Regions from separate parts of the Mus musculus genome. Here region 2 is linked to region 1. The links are chromatin contacts, called in public Hi-C maps. All regions are on one chromosome and are shown on one strand. The core of a region is the stretch at or near the end of the contact, and the rest is flanking DNA. Distances in the headings are between cores, read along the strand shown. Region 1 overlaps Fam184b (family with sequence similarity 184, member B). Region 2 holds the start of 9630001P10Rik (RIKEN cDNA 9630001P10 gene).

Region 1 (4,448 bases), core at 966-3,465:
TCTTACCTCAGTCTCCTTAGTGCTCAGGTTACACACCTGTGCCTCCATATCTGGCCCTACATATCTCATCATTAATAAACCTCATTCTTTTGGTCCTCCCATATGTTCCTCTATTGGCTTTAGCAAACTCCTCTAATATTTTGTCTATAGTCACTAATTTCTCACCTCCCCTTCCCTTGTGAGTCCTTTTCAATCCGTTCTTAGACCAACCAATCTACTCAGTTGCTTATCAAGGTCACAATGACCCCCTTGCTGTTAAATACCTAAGTCTAAGACTTCAACTTTTTGGCAACATTTGACTTAGCAAATTATTTCCTCCTCCTTGGAGTGTTGTCTTCCCTTGCAATATTTCCTACTGATCATCACCTGTCTCTATTTCCTTGGTTAGCAGTTCCCCCTCATTTCTCATCTTTCAAATGTGACAACCCTAGAGCCAGATGTCAAGCTGCAGGTGTTTCCTTTTTTTAGGCACCTTTCTTGGAGTCCCATCAAATCTCACGAGCTGTACATGTTCAGTTGGCTAGCACTTCCCCAGTTTATTTGTCTCTGCTGTTGTATTTGCCACCTAACTGGTACTCATGAATCCTGTTCCTTGCCAATATCTCAATGTAGAGATCCAGTATGCATCTCAATTTAATTGTGCACTTTGCACTCATAAACATCGCTTTCAGCAGCACTCCCCATCTCATTTCATGTCAATTACTTTCTTTCATCCTTTTAGGTAAAAAAAAAATGGGGTTGACTAATCAGCACATGAAACTTCACTTAGTGTCTATAATAACTAGGGAAATGTAAACCATAACTATAATTTTATGATATTGCATACTCATTAGAATAACTGTCATAAAAAAGGGGAAAATGATGGTGAGGATGTGGAGAAATGAAGCCTATATACATTGTTGGAAGGAGTGTGAAATGGTAAGACCCAGTGTGATGGGGACACTGGAGCCAGGAGTATAGTAAGATATAAAACATGGGCAGGTAGGCAAGGGTCAAATATTCAGGGTATGTGGTGGTTTGAATGAGAATGGCCCTCATAGGCTCATGTGTTTGATGCTTAGTCTCCAATGAGTGGAACTGTGTGGGAACAAGTAGAAGTGTGGAGGAGGTGTGTTACTAGTGGGTGGGCTTGGAGGTTTCACAAGCACAGGCCAAGTTCAGTCTCCCTCTTTCTCTTCCTGAAATTTGTGATTCAGATGTAAGCTCTCAGCTACTGCTCCAGTGTCATGGCTACCTCCCTGCCACCATGCTTCCTGCCTTGATGTTCATGGACTAACCAACCCTTCTTTTAGAAGTTGACTTGGTCATGGTGTCACCTCATAGCAATAAAACAATTATTAGTGGAGGGTCCAATCCCCACCTTAAAGAGCTTAATAGGCTTTATTCTTATGATGTAGCAAATAGCCTACATAAAGACTCTCAGGTCTTGACCTAGATATCTCTCTCTCTCTCTCTCTCTCTCTCTCTCTCTCTCTCTCTATGATACATGAGTGCATACTTTGATGGTCTGAACTGTGAATTTCATGCAGGAAGTTTTTCTCACAAGACTCAGTCTTTTGGGAGTTGTAAAGACACAAATAGGTCCTCTTCACAAGTTTAGCTATGTTCATTCTAGATGCTCTGGTGACAGAAGAGGTATTCCAGGATAGGAAAGCTAGATCAGTTTAGGGTTAAAGAATGGTATATGAGTTCAAAAGCTGCCAGCAAGGAAAACGGACAGGGCCAGTGACTCTCAGGCATGGTGTGGAGGAGAGAGAAGTGCTCTGAGCATTCTCTGTCCTGATGTCTGAGGAGATGACCATGCCACCCCAACTTGGAAGTACAGTACTATAAGACAAAGGGACACAGAAAAAGACAGCCTGTTTCTTGTCACCAAACTTTGAACTCATAACACTATACAAAGAGAGAAACCTGGCACCAAGTGAGGGAAGCAAATTAGCTGATTCTTTAGAAGGAACCCTGGATTTAGGCAATGAGCTGTTCAGAAAAGCAAAGGTCATGGATTTGCTGTCTCTTCTTTTGAGAAAACAGGTTGGAACAGGTCCCAGACAAGGCTGGGCTCCTTCAAGCAAATTAGCTTGGAATAAATTTCTAGATGGATCCAAGATGCTAATTAAAATCTCATTATTATCCATCAGAGAGCTGTTGCTAGGTGCCTGGTACATGGCATTGAACTGTGAGATATACGCTTCTCAGTAATTGAAACTCAACTGCTTCCCAAAGCAATTTAGAATGAGACTCTGTTGAAAGCTGCGGACAGCCTCTCAGCAAGGCTCTTAATTACAGCCACTGCAATACTCAGACTTGGAAATGGCCTTCCTTCATTTCACGGACTCTCACAGAGCCATGAAATGGCTGTAGGCTGTAAAATTTGTGAGACCTGGAAAGGAACCATGTCCTCCATCTTAAACCTCAAATGATGTGTTTAGGGCTTTCCCTTGGCTGTACAAACTGATCAACCAATATGCACATGTGTGAGTCATAATTTTATTATGACTAAATAGAAAGGCTAACACTTTTCCCATGAAGCAGTCCAAGCAGTGATATAAGAACCTGTAACTCTAAGCATAGAAACACAATTGTGTGGACCAGGGAGGTGGCTCAGTTGTTGAAGGCACTAGCTGTGCAAGCCTGCTAACTGAGCTTGAGCTCTGATATCCATGAAATGAACCTGATGTATGTGGTGGCATACATCTGTGATCCCAGCAATCCTAAAAGATGGGATGCAGAGAATTTCTTGAAAGCTCCAGAGCCAACTAGCTTAGAATACATAGGACAGCAGCAGAAACAAAAGAGATCTTGCCTCAGCAGCAGAAACAAAAGAGATCTTGCCTCAACAAGTTGGAAGGTGAGAACTGAGTCCTGAAAGTTGCCCAGTGAGCCTCCATGCGTGGCATGGCATGTATGTACTTGCATGTATGAACACATAGTCAACTAACTAACTAAATAAGCAAGTAAGTACAATTTATAAAAAATAATTTTGTGAACACAAAAGTAGACATAGTTGCTCTTCAAGTTCAATTAGCTACATTTCAATTTTATATATTTAAAATTTAAAAGTAGGCTGTGGTATTTTCAATGAGAATGGCTCTCATAGGTTAATGTTTGAATTCTCGGTCCCCAGTTGGTGGAACTGTTTGGGAAGGATTAAGATGTGTGGCTTTGTTGGAAGAGGTGTGCCATTCAGTGCAGGCTTCAAAAAGCTCTTGCCGTTCCCACTGTGCTCTCTGCCTCCTGTTGCCGATTGAGATGTGTGCCCTCAGCTTCTGTACCTACACTATGTCTGTCTCCTGCCATGATCCTACCATGATGATGATAGACTCCTATACCCTGTGGTCCATAAGCCCCAAACAACCTTTTATTCTATAAGTTGCCTAGGTCATGGTGCTTTATCACAATAGAAAAGTAACTAAGGCAGAGGCTTTGACTGCATACTTAAATAGGTATGAATATCCATTCTCCCAGTTATATTACCTAAACAACTAAGAGTGCTAACATTACTTTTACACAGCATTTTTTTTTCAGGCTACGTGTAACTTTAAGGAAAATGTCACAATGTGATAAATATAAATATTCTCAATGCTCATTCCAAATTGTTTTCTCTACCATTTTATGTGTTGGGGTCTGAGAATCACCACAAAAACCACTCAAACACCAATCTCAGTCAAATAGGGATGGTTTATTGACCACCACACCCCAAGACTGATTGATAAGGGCCATAGGTCAAACTCAGGAGCTGACTGTGACATTGAGTTAAGATCCTACAGTGTTTTTAAGCCTAAAATCCACACACATCCATGCCAAGTTATTCCACCAATCATGATTTAGGGCTAGGGGATTTCCTTAGGAACATGTCTTTGTTGTATACTTATCCTGCTCCCATTGGTTGGGGTATTCAGCTGTGGCAGGGGACACGCCTTGTCTAACATTCATGTCTCAACTTGCTAACCAAGATGTCAGTTACTCACATACATGTCTCTTTCTGCCAGGTAGAATGCCAGTTCCCAGGGAGGTCTTGGGAACTTAAACTTTACCCGACCCCGACTCAAAATGGGAGTCTTATTCTAAATAGATGCAGGTGTCTCTCTTTTGTTGGGATCCATCTCAGGGGCGGCTTATAAAAGCAAATACCATGCAGGATTATACACAGGTGAAGGAAGTGCTGCTGGGTTGTTGGTTCAGATCCAAACTTATTGTGGGTATCTATACAAAGCAGTTCTACTGACTTCTACCAGGATTGGTTTCCAATATAACAGAATGCATAATCAACTTGGGTGTGAGAAAGTTTCCTAGTAACAACAGAAAAAAAAATATGAGAAAATGTCCTTATAATAATATTAGTAACAACACAAATGGTGGGCTAGCCAGGTAATAGTCACCTAATCCTCAACATTCCATCTAGGCCTTAACACTTTACCTAGGTCTTAACACTATGGCACAACATTTTC
Region 2 (4,621 bases), core at 1,211-3,710, 43 kb after region 1:
TGTAACGGAGAACTCTGAGAAATATTGCTGATTATGCACCAGGGATGGTGTTTGCCTTCTGTATTGCTGAGTCTTCATGGCTTAGCAAAATAGGTAATCCATAAATATTACTGAATTGAATCACCACCCAGTTACATTGAAATAATCTATTTATGTGTTTGACATACCATAAAGGAAAGGGCTACGCTTTTGTTAGGGTTTCTATTGCTGTGATAAAACACTATCACTGTTAGCAACTTGGAGAGGAAAGGGTTTAATTTCTCCTTACAATTGGTAGTCCATCATCCAAGGAAGTCAGGGAAAGAGCCTGAAGGCAGAAACTAAAGCAGAGGCCATGGAGGAGTGCTGTTCAGTGGCTTACCCAGCCTGCTTTCTTAGAGTGCCCATGACCACCTGCCCAGGAATAGCACCACACACAGTCAGCTAGACACACCAACTATAATTTTAAAAACTACAGACTTGCCTACAGGGAAATCTTATAGAGGCATTTTTCTCAGTTCAGAGTCCCCTTTTTCAAAATGACTCTACTAGCTAGAACAGAACCTGCCTAGGGCTTATTGCACCAATATTCAGTATATGAAACTAGTGAGATAGCCCAGTGGTTAAGAATATTTGCTGCTGTTACAGAGGATCTGAGTTTGATTTTCAGCAACCACATTGGGTGGCTCATAGTCACTTGTAACTCCAGCTTCCTGAAAGCCCACATCTTCTTCTGGCTTCCATAGGCACCCACCAATGGGGTATATGTACAGACACACACGTACACAAAAATAAAAGTGATGTTCAATCTTTTAAATAGAGCAGGCACCCCATAGATCATCACTATCACAAGTCAAGGATAATTCTTTCATAATTTTCCCCTTCTTTCTGCACACACTGCCGTGCCCTGCTTTGTTTCCACTTTCATAGGACTCATAACTTGAAGTATCACACATAGCTCTTGTTGTGTGCTTTTAATTGCTCTTGCTATTTCAAATCTTGCTTCTCTTCCAACAAACAAACCAACAAACAACAAAAACTTTAGCTTTTTGAAGACAAGGAAGGTGTCGGATCCTATAATTGCTTTTTCAGATACGAAAATCATTTTTATATAAGAAACTTAAGTAAGTTTTTGATCGGCGCTATTAGACACCTTTGGGTTAGATATCGTGGCACGACTGTCTGGAGACAGGCTCTTGTGCAAAGAATATGAAGAGGCCAATGGGAGGTCAGGAGAAGAAAGCGAGTGCTGTTCTGTTTCACCCTATGTTGGATTCCAGTGTGGTAAGGATGCTCATCCATCCTTCAGAAAAGCAGGTATGGAAAGTAAGAGGAAGATGTTTAGGAAAGAAATCAGAATATGTCATTCATTATACTCTGGGACAAACGCTGGAGCTAGTCTTTACTAGTAGGCATTGTGCTAGGAGTTTGAGACCAAATGGAAAATACCAAGTAAACAATTTAAACTACTCAAACCCTGCAGGAAAGACATCTCTACAGATATGTGGAGGGAATCTGTGCGGAGTTGTTCCTAACCGGGAAATTGCCAGGGATTAACAACCTGCATTGGCAACATCTCAAGTATACATACTGGATATATTCAACCAAGATCCTGAGATGAAGTAGGGATATGGGCTGGCTGACCTCCCAAGGTCTTTTCCATTACCACAAGCATACACAGCATCCTACCCTTTCCCATTTATGATCCAACACATGCCTGTAGTCAGTTTGACAGTAAGTCCCCTGGGCTTCCTTCCAGGTTTAGTACGATGCCACGAAAGACTGCTAGCACTCAACAAATGATTCAAATATTTGTTGAATGAAGGAATTAATGAATCGTGTTTAAATAGGTCTCACATGATCTCCCCAGATATAGAGAATAAAATCACAACATTCCAGGCATGATGGTTTGAAGGTTTGAACAGGGCTGGCAAGGGAACATGATCTCTCTCTCTCTCTCTCTCTCTCTCTCTCTCTCTCTCTCTCTCTCTCTCTCTCTCTCTCTCACACACACACACACACACACACACACACACACACCCTCTAGCCTTGGGAAAGCACAGCCCACCTGCTAAGCAAGCAGGCTGCGGGAGTTTCCTTGGCAAAGAATCCTGTCTGCTGCTTCCAAATGCAGTCTCCAGAAGGTCACTTCACTCAGATACAGAACAGCTTCCTTTGGTCTCTGTGACAAAGTTTGTGGGGATTCAGTGCGGTCCTCCCCTGGGGTGCTTCTACACTCCCACCCCTACTCTGGGTGCCTGTGGCACACAGCTGGTCTGCCCGCAGCACCCCGCCTTACCTTAGTGAGCTGAGCGATCTTCTTGCACATTTTCACGTGCATCTCCGGATCACAGTCCATTCTCCAGCCCGAGCCACCGCGGGCGTCGGCTTTGGAGCTCGCGCAGGTTCCTGGCGGGTGAATTTTGCTGTTGAGGGCAGATGCCATCGCTTTAAGGAGCCCTGCACTGAAATGCTCTGACTCGCGCGCTCTCACCGCTGGCCGTGTGCACGTGCGTTCGAGCACGGGCGTGAGAGCTTTCTCCAGAGAGGTGGCACTGCAGTCCTGCCAGCACAGCCGCGTGGCTCTCTTTCCGGAGGTGTCTCCTTCCCGGGCCCACTCGCGCACCACCTTCCTCTGCTCGTGCTCGTTCGCGAGCTAGCTGGCTCACGGGCACCCGCACCATGCAGCGTAGCGCTGGCGCCTTGCACGTGAGGTTTACCATCTGCGGATGCTTCCGAGAGGGTGCGGGCTATACCTGCAAGAGGACAGCTTCTGAGGGGTGTTGGGGGACAGGAGGTGGGGGCGGTGCCCTGGGCAGGGTTTTTTTTTTTTTTTTTTCCCTTCCCTCTCCTTGGCCAACTGGGTGGCTTGGAGCTTCCAACTCCACTGTGAGCGATCCAGCCCGAGGTGGATAGCTCAGGCCAAGAGGAAGAAATGCTGGCTTTAGTCCCTAGCAGATCGGCAAATCAGAATGAAAATATTAGAAAATCCTGTAGTAGTAGATGGGACAGATGAGAGAGCGGGTCTTATTCCTGCAGCCCTGATGCTTAGAGCGAGGGTGAAGAGAGGAGGCGGGATGCTGAAGGGCAGAAGTGGGGATGAGGGAGCTAACCACTCCGATTCTAGGAGGTTGAGATCTGGAGCTCAAAGTGGGAATAGAGCTGGAACCTCAGAACTACACGGTGGGACTGAATTGGAAGCCCCCCTTCCTGACCTTGGATAGGACCTGCTCAGTGATGCTAGAGATCTCCCCACATCGTCCACTCAAAGGTCACTAGTGACCGAAACTTGGGGGTGGGTTGGGGGCGGGGCATCGCCAGATTTCGGTCTCAGAGTAGGGAAAGAGGTAGCGACAAGGAAAAAAAGTCCTGCAAGAGCTAGAAAGGGTGGTAGTGGGAAAGGAAGTTACAAGGGGCACCAGATGGGTCTGGAAAGTCAAGCCTACCCAGTTAAAGCAAAGGAGCTCATCTAACCTGTGCCATTACCTCAGACAGACCCGAGGCTGAACCTTGTTGCGTTTTGAAGTTGTTGCCCCTTAGACTGGGAAAGCAGGTAGGTAGAGAACCAAAATCGTTTCTGGCTTTTTTTTTTGGTTTTGAACAATGGACTTTGAGAAACAAGACAGAATCCTGGTCAGATTTTTCTGAAGTGGCAATAGTGTCATTATTATGATTTTGCCTGGCTAATATATTTTATTTTATAAACTTCTCGCCCTCCAATAACAATACTCATTTTATAGGTGGGAAAAATTAACTATTTGATCAGGTGATTACAAACGGCAGTTGGGTGTGAAATGGGGACAGTGATACCACAACTGTGAACCCCTGTCTACCTCCCAGGCATTACAGAGCACCCAGAGGAGCAACCAAGAGAACCTTAGGCTTATCCCACAACTCCGTGGGACAAAAATCTTTGGTGATCAGGGTCACAGGAGTCCATGTATTAAATACAGGCTTCCTATTTATTTCCAAATTTTATAGAATGCTATTTTTAGTATATAAATAATATCATTTTTACAGAAATTCAACCACTGTGCAAATGAGAAGAAAATTAGCCTTCATGGAATGAGAATACTGAACCAAAAAAATATTCACTAATTTGGATTATCACATCAGTGGCCCTGTGACTCTTGGTATTTGAGAGTGAACACACACTTGCCACATTGGTGGCAAGTCTCCTAACGTGCAAGCACCCGAATACTACATCATCATCAAGTTACTCAATTTATATACTAAAAGGCATACTATTTAATTTCATTTCATCCCTTTCATTTCTTCCTTGCATTAATATCAAGAAATTAGACAATTTTTTAAAATGTGTGTTGGGACTAGGTATGGTGGTGAACTCCTGAAATCCAAGCCCTCTGAGACAGGAGCGGAGTTTCTCAATCTTCTCTCCCGAAGGAACAACAAAAACAGATCACCTTGTCACAAAATGGCAACATTTGCACTGAGATGTCATTAAGTATATTAATATAACAGCACAGAGTATGCCATTTTGTAATAAAATGTGTTAAGGCAAAAATATAATCAGGCTATATAAAATATTAATATGACCATTAGGAGGACCACAATTTTGGAAATAGCTGCCTGTAACTATTTGGTAATATCATCGTTTCTAGCTTCCCACCTTAAAATTGTG

The links. Hi-C and Micro-C count contacts between places; a contact is called where the count stands out from the background.
Region 2: a contact with region 1 is called in a Hi-C map of cortical neurons, with 1.5 times the contacts expected there. The contact joins the promoter of 9630001P10Rik here to the enhancer-like site in region 1. A contact is called at or near these places in 7 of 484 Hi-C or Micro-C datasets (brain, cerebral cortex, cortical neurons and 4 more), 4 of 115 datasets of contacts at active chromatin or transcription factors (astrocytes, a beta-TC-6 cell line, embryonic stem cells and 1 more) and 3 of 9 other capture datasets (adipose tissue, liver and pancreatic islet).

What each region holds. Positions count from the first base shown.
Region 1 is chr5:45,593,761-45,598,208 of GRCm38.p6, forward strand. All of the region lies in intron 1 of Fam184b (family with sequence similarity 184, member B), which reads right to left. Among named protein-coding and RNA genes, the nearest start is that of 9630001P10Rik, 43 kb to the right of the region's middle. Within about 2 kb of position 2,216, at least 30 of the 459 cell types and tissues checked have an H3K27ac peak or open chromatin away from gene starts, as enhancers often do. A contact at or near this core is called in cortical neurons and forebrain, where this site is marked.
Region 2 is chr5:45,636,815-45,641,435 of GRCm38.p6, forward strand. 9630001P10Rik (RIKEN cDNA 9630001P10 gene) reads left to right here and starts at 2,461. Exons shown (of 4, transcript NR_102378.1): 1 at 2,461-2,722; 2 at 3,475-3,532. It overlaps Fam184b (family with sequence similarity 184, member B), which reads right to left and starts at 2,687. Exons shown (of 16, transcript NM_021416.3): 1 at 2,279-2,687. The coding sequence starts at 2,425.